Linked DNA regions of Salvelinus alpinus: region 1 is linked to region 2. A link is a contact called in public Hi-C data. All regions are on one chromosome and are shown on one strand. Each heading gives the region's core, a stretch centred on a gene start, on an enhancer-like site or on the middle of the called end of the contact. The rest is flanking DNA. Distances are from core to core; before and after follow the strand shown.

Evidence for each region. A called contact is a pair of places that touch in the nucleus more often than the background predicts.
Region 1: a contact with region 2 is called in a Hi-C map of red muscle, with 7 times the contacts expected there. The contact joins the promoter of LOC139575115 here to the promoter of qsox2 in region 2. A contact is called at or near these places in 2 of 3 Hi-C or Micro-C datasets (muscle and red muscle).

Annotation. Positions count from the first base shown.
Region 1 is chr5:55,356,278-55,361,046 of SLU_Salpinus.1, reverse strand. It overlaps LOC139575115 (endothelial differentiation-related factor 1 homolog), which reads right to left and starts at 2,806. Exons shown (of 6, transcript XM_071400122.1): 1 at 2,518-2,806; 2 at 1,690-1,781; 3 at 1,176-1,227; 4 at 40-200. The coding sequence starts at 1,767. LOC139575118 (a long non-coding RNA gene) reads left to right here and starts at 2,940. Exons shown (of 2, transcript XR_011674897.1): 1 at 2,940-3,174.
Region 2 is chr5:55,194,809-55,199,563 of SLU_Salpinus.1, reverse strand. It overlaps qsox2 (quiescin Q6 sulfhydryl oxidase 2), which reads right to left and starts at 3,377. Exons shown (of 12, transcript XM_071400116.1): 1 at 2,947-3,377. The coding sequence starts at 3,220.

The DNA of each region.
Region 1 (4,769 bases), core at 1,557-4,056, 160 kb before region 2:
TTTTAAACTCTTCATCCACATTTGGGAGAGTGTACTTACAGTGGCCAGGTCTTTCTGCGTCAGGCCCTGATTTTGCCGGCCTTGTTGGATGACCTTGCCCACCTCCAGAGATACTCTTTGGTGTTGAAGCTCTTCAGTCTCTCTGTCAAGCTTTGCTGTATTCTTGGTGATCACGTGCTGTTTGTTTTGTCCTGCAGCCCCTGAGAGAGGGAGAGAAAGGTAATAACAGGGTTTCTCAAACTCAGTGCTCGAGACCAAGGGGTGTACATTTTGTTTTTTCCCCTAGCACTACACAGATGATTTAAATAATCAACTAATCACCCAGCTTTGATCATTTGAATCATCTGTGTAGTGTTAAGGCAAAAACCAAAATGTGCCCCCATTAGGGTCCAGAGGACCAAGATTGGGAAACTCTGGGTAATAAGCTAACATAAATTCAACAACAAGATCTAATTATTGGGACTATCAGGCCAATGCTGCACGATCTTAAATTAATTCTAAGATACAAGACTGAAACAAAAAGGACCACCCTCTGTTCTTCATTCCTGATCCTGGGGACCCACATGGTCTGCAGGCTTTTGTTTCAGCCCAGTAGACACACTTGACTCAACTAATCATAAAGCACTTGAGTTTAATCAACTACTGTATGTTACAACTAGGCTGGAAAAAGTACACCCTGTGGATCCCAAGAATCAAGATTGGCATCGTCTTATGTCAGAGATTTACAGCAGTCTGCTCTGATGTAGCCTAGTTGTCGAAAGACAATGGGTGGCCCCTTTAGTTACATATCATACAAAATGGCACTATATGAATATACAAAAAGGCTCTAGCAACCTGTATTGGCAGATTTAAATAACTTGATTTCTAGACTTATGTCGCAGACAAATGTGTGCGTTTGTGCTTAAATATGAATAAGTTTACTCCCCTTTAGTACACAATTCAAACATTTGCTATATACTGCCATGATTCCATCATTGGAGATAATGAAAATCTAGTTGGCAGGAAAGAACAAAAATGTAGTAAAAACTCAAGACCTTGATGACATTATTGAGATGGTGTGTGTAGCAAGCTATCCATCTTATCTCAACATTGAATAATAACCACAGACATGGCACAACATCCTACCAAACCAAAATATAATACAAGGACAGCAGAACATTGATGGGAGTTCTTACATTTCTTAGTGGTATCAAGTTCTTCTCCACGTCTTTGAGCTGCTGCAACAGCCTAAACGACAGTAACGTATCACATTGTTGTGTCAATGTGTCCTGACTGTGTAGAAAGTTCATACATTTTAACTTGTTAAAAGCCACATTACAAGACACACACCGTTTAAAGGGAAAGTCAATAATAATACCACCACCATATTTGGTTAACATAACTTGCTACAGTATAGTAACGTTAGTTAGCTAACGTTACTAGCTAGTTAGGTACATTTGGAACCATTTATGGCCAACTTATTACTAGTTCGAATGCAAATAAGCTAGCAGGGTAGACAGCTAGTAAGACTAGAAAAAAAAATGCTAATAGTTTAAGGCAAAAGATAGCCAAGCCAGCTAGCCAAGCCAGCTAGGTCCCAGTTCACTGACATGCGTGTTCAGACGCTGGCTAGCCAGACTACGCTAGTAATCAGCTAACGTTCGCAAACGCATTAGACAAGCCTGCCTCTACCTAACTAACGTTAACTACCTGTTTCGACTTCGACTGTGCGACAGTTGGTCCCTTCTTCCTCAGTATGGTCACGGTATCCCAGTCACTTTCTGCCATGTTTTTGAGTTTACCTTGATGGAAACAACGTATAAACAGGTTGGTTTAGATACAAATGTAAAGGCAGTATGCTATACGATAACTTTAGCGCTCGCTAATATAACGTGGTAACTATGAAAGTACCGTACTCTACCGAATAGTCGACCCCGCCGTTCACAGGAGTTCTATAATGACGTCACATACCGTCCTTTACGCATTGAGCAATACTAATGCCGCATTCAAAACAACTAGGAACTCGGAAAAATACGATGTCAAATCAAGAAGTCAGTGATTTTCAGGTCGGAACTCTAGAAAGAGGCCAGAGTTCCCGAGTAGGAATTCCGTGTTGGATGGCCGTTCAAATCGATTTTCCCCAGTCGGATTTAGTTTTTTTTCCCGAGTTCCCAATAGTTTGAACGCTCAGACGTCGGACCGAGCTCCCTGTTGTTTTGAACGCGGCATATGAACTAGAGATAGCCTCCAAGATGGCCGAACGTTGTTTTCAACGTTCAGAAATTCACTCTGGCTATCTATTCGATATCAGAGCGCTGTTGTCTGAGTGTGCCAGACTGCACTGATGGATTTACGAACGTAAAACACCTGTTGAATATGACCAGTGTCAGTAAACGTCGGCAAAAAAAACGTAATTAATTTGATTTCGGCAGCACAGTTAGTTACCAACGCTCTAGTCTAGATAACATTAAAACATCCTAACCAGCTCTGCTAGGGCGAGAAAAATGGTCAGAGTGGGGTGTTCGCTCATTTACTTACAGAAGTGGCTAGCTAACTTTACCCAGTTAGCTTGGGTACTTGACTGCCATTGTGAGGTCAGAAAGTTCAGATCAACGCTACTCCTTGGCCAGAGCGTCCAGTGTGCGCACTGAACACTCCCAGAGAATTTACAAACGGACTACCTATGTAAGAGTGCTGTTCATTGACTACAGCTCAGCATTCAACACCATAGTACCCTTCAAACTCATCATAAAGCTTGAGTCCCTGGGTCTCGACCCCGCCCTGCGCAACTGGGTCCTGGACTTCCTGACAGGCCGCCCCCAGGTGGTGAATGTAGGAAACGCCATCTCGGTGTACATATCACAGACAAACTGAAATGGTCTACGCACACAGACAGGTTGGAGAAGAAGGCGCAGCAGCGCCTTGTCACCGAAAACCCTCACTAACTTTTACAGGTGCACAATCGAGAGCATCCTGTCATGCTGTATCACTGCCTGGTTCAGTAACTGTACCGCCCACAACCGCAGGGCTCTCCAGAGGGTGGTGCGGTCTGCACAACGCATCCCCGGGAGCAAACTACCTGCCCTCCAGGACACCTACAACACCCGATTCCACAGGAAGCAAAAAAGATCATCAAGAACAATAACCACCAACCGAGCCACTGCCTGTTCACCCCGCTTCCATCCAGAAGGCGAGGTCAGTACAGGTGCATCAAAGCTGGGACAGAGAGATTGAAAAACAGCTTCTTTCTCAAGGCCATCAGATTTGTTAAACAGCCTTAACTAGCCCAGAGAGGTGGCTGCCTACCTACAGACCTGATATCATTGGCCACTTTAATAAATGGAACACTAGTCACTTTAATAATGCCACTTTAAGAATGTTTACATATCTCGCATTACTTATCTCATATGTACAGTATATCACAAAAGTGAGTACACCCCTCACATTTTTGTAAATATTTCAGTATATCTTTTCATGTGACAACACTGAAGAAATAACAGTGTAAATTTGCTGTCCCCTCAAAATAACTCAACACACAGCCATTAATGTCTAAACCGCTGGCAACAAAAGTGAGTACACCCCTAAGTGAAAATGTCCAACATTTTGTGAAAATGTCCTACATTTACACTGTTATACAAGCTGTACACTCACTACTTTACATTGTAGCAAAGTGTCATTTCTTCAGTGTTGTCACATGAAAATGTGAGGGGTGTACTCACTTTTGTGATATACTGTATATACTGTATCCTACACTATCTATTCTATACTATCTATGGCATCTTAGCCGCTCTGTCACTGCTCATCCATATATTTTATATATTCTTATCCCATTCCTTTACTAGATTGTGTGTATTAGGTTTTGTTGTGGAATTTGTTAGATATTAGGTTTTGTTGTGGAATTGTTAGATATTACCTGTTAGATACTGCTGCACTGTCGGATCTAGAAGCATAAGCATTTCGCTACACTAGCAATAACATCTGTTAACCATGTGTATGTGACCAAAAACATTTGATTTGATTTGATTTGGACAATCTGACTACACTCTGAATTTACAAACGCCTTCTGGCACTTCCGAGTGAATTTACGAACACACCCATAATCTCACAGATAGAACAAGGATACCGATTTCACCGGATGTATAAATGTGAAGCATCCGGTTGGCGTTTCCACTCACTACCAAATATGGTGATGTGAGGAAGCCCATTGGCCACAGTGGGAGAAACTGGAACAAGATGGATTTTGGCCGACATTCTGCTAATTTTCTAATCAATTAAACATTTGATCTACATACAGTTTTCTGTTTCCAAAACTAAAATCTGTATCAAACAGAGTGCACTAAGGTTGGTAGACTTACCTAATTGTTTATAGAGATTACTTTGTTTAGGACGAGTGCACTACGTACTGGGCGTTTTCCTAATTAAAAATGTCATGCATATTCAGTATGCGCACAAATGGTACTTGTCCTCTTCTTGGTGATAGCTAGCTAATTCTCAACTCACAAATAACAACAACAAAAAACGTACTTGGCTTAAACAGCTAGAAATCGATGTCTTTGTACGTTTTTCCACTACTAGTCCTCCGTCTCGGAAAATAAAAATTCACGATAAGACACATACGTCATCAATAAATGTAAAATGTTCTCTATGATTTTGTTTAGGGGGAGGGGAAGCAACATTTTTTTTTTTAATCGTTACGCAAACCTAATTTCTCGCTTGATTATGAAATTGTTGAGCTGGAATCTCATGTGTTTGTCAAATATCCCAATAACTACTGCAATTATTACGAGATA
Region 2 (4,755 bases), core at 2,128-4,627:
TAAAACACTTTTTGGGTTACTGCATGATTCCATATGTGTTATTTCAGTGTTGATGTCTTCACTATTATTCTACAATGTAGAAATTAGTAAAAATAAAGAAAAACCATTGAATGGGTAGGTATGTCTAAACGTTTGACTGGTACTGTACATGGATGAGTATCTGAAAATGGCCTGAAGGGATGTAATTGTAAATTATGTAAATAATGCTGCTGTTGTCTTCAAGGCTAGATGGTGTGACTTATCTTTAGCCACCCAGCACATAGCAACAAAGACGAGAACAGACAGCTTTACACTTAATGTTGGAACTGTGTGTGCGTCCGAGAGTTTAGACACCTTGTTCTTGTGTAAAAAAAATTTAACTAAAAAAAATATTGTGGAAAAACAAAATTTACTGGTGTAAAAAAACCATTGAGATGTTCACAACATTGCTCTGCATTACTGATAGAGCTCTGTGTGTGCCTACAAGATACTGTTTTATCGTGTTTATTTTAGAAACATTGGCTCTATTTTAAACAATGTTTGACCATTTTGAAGAGTGTGCAACTGAAGGGATTTGAAGTGTCAACGGCTCTATTTACCGGGTGGGGTCTACAATGCAGTCTCCCCAAACAAATTCCAGAATAGAACTGATTGTCACAGGGAATGCCATAAGATGACTGACTTACAATGGTCATACAAGTTAAGGTGATTGAAAATGACTGTCATAAAAAAAACGTGTACCAACAAGAAATAACATATTTACTAAAACTAATTTACAAAATATTTTTACACAACAGTCAGTCACTGTTTTCATCTTAAGGATTCGGGCAGAGCTGAACAGGAACAGTGTAGGACAGTAGAAGGTGGGTTTGAAGGGCTAATATTGGATCATACTAGTCTGTCCTTCGACATCAAGTGACCCTTGATATTTGGTCATCAAGCAGCCGTTGGTTACAGTCCCTGCCAAGGTGAGTGGAACTGTTGTTTCCCAGATGTGGTAGTCCTTGACTCTTCTGATGGCTCTCTCCACCAGAATCCTCAGACGAGCTATGGCCTGTATACTTTCAGTGTCCTCATTGCTGTTCTCTTCAACGGGGGAATGATTAGCTTTGTCCCAACATCAGCCAGCATCCTCTCGATGGTGAATCCCTCGTCAGCCATGATACCATCTCCAGGCTCCAGTAACTCCACAATTCCTGAAAGCCTTTTGATGTCTCGGTCAGAGAGTAGTTACCTTTGTCCTCTGATACACCGGTTCGGTGTAGAGCTCAGAGACAAAAGTAACTGCTCCACATGGGGCAATCCCGATTAGCCCCTTGAAGGTGTTAGTGCTCTTATAAAAGGAGAATATCTCAGATTGAAGAGTAAGGATGTTGAATTCTCACATCTTATTTCTGTGCAGTCAATGATAACTCTGACGTCTGGACTGTGCTGTTGGAACTTGTCAGGCATCGTCACAATCGCATCCTCTCTGTTCATCCAGATGGGCAATGAACCCAGGACTAGGAAAAGATAGTTGGCCCATGTGATGACTACACGGCTGACAGTAGGGACACTTATTCTAGAGATGTCAGGCAAGACCTTCACCTTCAATCCTAAAGCTAAATGGCAGCAATACAGGAAGAACTTGTCAATGACTTGCAACTTGCGGTTAGTACTGGGGGTTGTTTCCAGTCAGCAGTCCGATTCTCTGTCCATTGGACCAGCTTAGATCCAGTGAAAATCTCCAACTGGAAATGGGTATAGAATCAAAAATCTTCATCAGAAGCACAGAATCTGTTGACTTGTAACTGAGGGGAGTGGCTTATTCTCAGTTTCTGGACTTGATGTTCGAGCTCTCTGATCCTTTCTGCTGCAGCATCCAGTGCACCTGTTGTTAAAGGTGAGTTGACTAGATTACCCTGATTTAGATCATATTTTATTTATGTTTGGACATTGTTCATAATGTCTACATCAGGGACAGTGGTAATACATAAATTGAGGATGCAGTATGCTTATTGGTCATAGTATGGTACACCAAAAGTTCCCAGATGTTGTACTAAATACACCAAAATATGAAGTATACGAGCAGTGGACACTATTTCTGTGCTTTTAGAGCCCATAATGCAATTCTAAACGATTCAAAACGTTATCAGATTTGAAGTAAATGGCAGAAAATATTTAGCCGAAGTCCGACAAATTCATTGCTTTAAATAATTATGACACATGTTAAGAAAATGATGAGCAATGTAATAAAGTAATTACTTTTCAAATAAGTTACACGTTATGTTGGCAGACAATTTGTTAGTTACGCTATTCTTACGAACCGCATATCATTACAGCAGTATGTGCCTGTATGTTAGCTAGTTACCTAATGTTAGTTGCCTACTAATACATCAAACTTGCCAGTATATTAATTATATGATATTCAACTAACTACCCAACGTTTATTGACTTGATTATTCACGTCATTCTTTGCTTAGCTAAGTGGTACAGTCGTTGTGCGTTCTCAATTGACATTGTTAATGAAGGGTACGTTCGTAAATTCGTGTATGTGACGTTAGCTCAAATCGTTCGACCTATTGAAGATTGAAGGTCCGAATATTCGGCAAATATCTAATTTCAAACCAACTTTAACCACGGTGTTAAACCGTACCATATGTTGACTAGAAGAGCAGATGAGGGGAAAAAACATCGATCCAAATAGCTAGCTAAGAAAACATGCACACAATAGTTAACATTATGACTATGCTTACCGTTATTGTTATTTGTAATGTTAGCCAACTAGTGTATCACATTTGAATCCACACTCAATTAAGGTAGCTACTAAACTAGCTAGTTATCAAGCAGCTAATAATATTAGCCAGCTAACGTTGTTAGCTATCGGCTAAGAAGATAGCAGAAACACAACAGGGAAAGATAATTTAGAAAAGGCTAGCAAACATTTTCTTTGGCCGTGCTAGCTAGCTAAATATCCATAAGACTCACCTTTTACATCGCCAGCTAGTGCCTTCCAGGTAGGAGAGTACTGGATGCAGTGACCACACCACGATGAGTAGAACTGGACCAGCCAAGCGGTGGAAGAGTTGAGCAAAGTCTGCTTGACAGTCGCGCTTGTCAGTATAACCACGGGGTCCTCCTCAGAATACAGCCGAGTGGTTAGAGACGGATTAAATAGAAACACAAAAATAATGCTCGTTTTGAACAATAAAAAACCTGTTTTTCGGAGCGAAGGGCAGCGGTCAACACACATAGTCGCCATATCGTAAAGACAATGTGGAGATGGAAAGCGAGAGGCTACGGACGGACACGCCTGGTGCCAAAATTGATGACGTATGGCGAGTGGAGACGAACGGATTCGGTTCAGTCAAAGATTTGTTCAACTAAACCAAGATAGACCACAGCCTGTCATTTCCAATGGGTACGAATGAGTCATAGTGGGCAGAACAAGCAAGGTGGGCACGAGCTAGCGAGATCCTATTGGCGCGTTCTAGCAGATATCTGCATATTTCCGTTAGGGAACGCCTCTGTGAAGTGCGCGTGTGCAACAACCCAATTCGCATTTACACTCATTCTAAACAACGCGATTTTTTTTTTTTTTTATCAGATTGTAGGGAATAGAAAACGGGTGGGTATAATTTGTGGAACGTTCCAACAGGAATCTGTTCCAAAAACATTGTAAATAACCAGTTTGCAAACAAACAACGCATGCATACAAAGTTGTTAGTGGCAGAATAAGATACCGGGTAGGGAGTGGGCCATTTCATTAGGTTTCACTCACCACGTTTAGTCCAAAAAATGTCTGTCCTCACTCTGGTACCCTATGGACAAACATTAAGAATAAGCTACGTGGTGAGTTGATGCCTATTCGGCAGCTAGTTAGCTAGGTGAATTGATCATGCTACTTTGTATGCGTTTTTTGTTGGCCACCTTATACTTTACGAAGTTTTTGGAACAGATTCCTGTTGGGACGTTCCACAAATTATACCCACCCTCAGAAAACTGTATTGAGATCAAATGTTTCATCGATGTAAAAATGTGCCGAATGTCAGCCAAAATCCATCTCGTTCCTGCTTCTCCCACTACCGGCCAGTGGGCTTCTTCTCGCAAAGCGGATGATTTATAAATCCGATAAAATATCTGTGATTGTGTTATCTGTGATAAAATATTGCGATTGTGGCTAGAATCTTCAGCGAGACTGAAATTTGTCTGCAGAAATTGGGATTTGGGAGTGTTCAGAGTGATTCAGTTTTTATCCGACTGAATTGTTCGTTGTTGTTTTGGATTTTTTTTAACAAAAAAATGTAAAAGTCAATGCCGTAGTTGTAGATTTTCGGTGCAATAAATGTGCTTCAGCGGTCACTCTGGTCTGATATTGGATACACTATCTCGCTACCTTCCACTAACGCTTCGATCACACCAACAATGATACGCAGCATCCTCCTGATATGTGTGCAACAAAAGTTCATAAATCACCTTCTGCTACCATTTCTGTCAAGCGGCCTGCGCATACAGTTTGAAGAATATATTCGATAAATCCAACATGCGCCACACAGAACGCACGTCAACTGCCTCTGCAACGCAAGTGCAGCGTTCCATTGGAAATTAATGTACTTCTGTTGTACCAAAATGCAAAAGTGCAAAAACATTGTCGGTGTAATCGAGGCATAACATGCTGACCACATCGCCTGCGATTTGCGCACAAGCGTTGTAAAAGTAATGTACACATACCTGTTATTCAATCACACCTGGTACACATACCTGCTCACGTGCATCTTTTTTGGGGGGGGTGGGGGG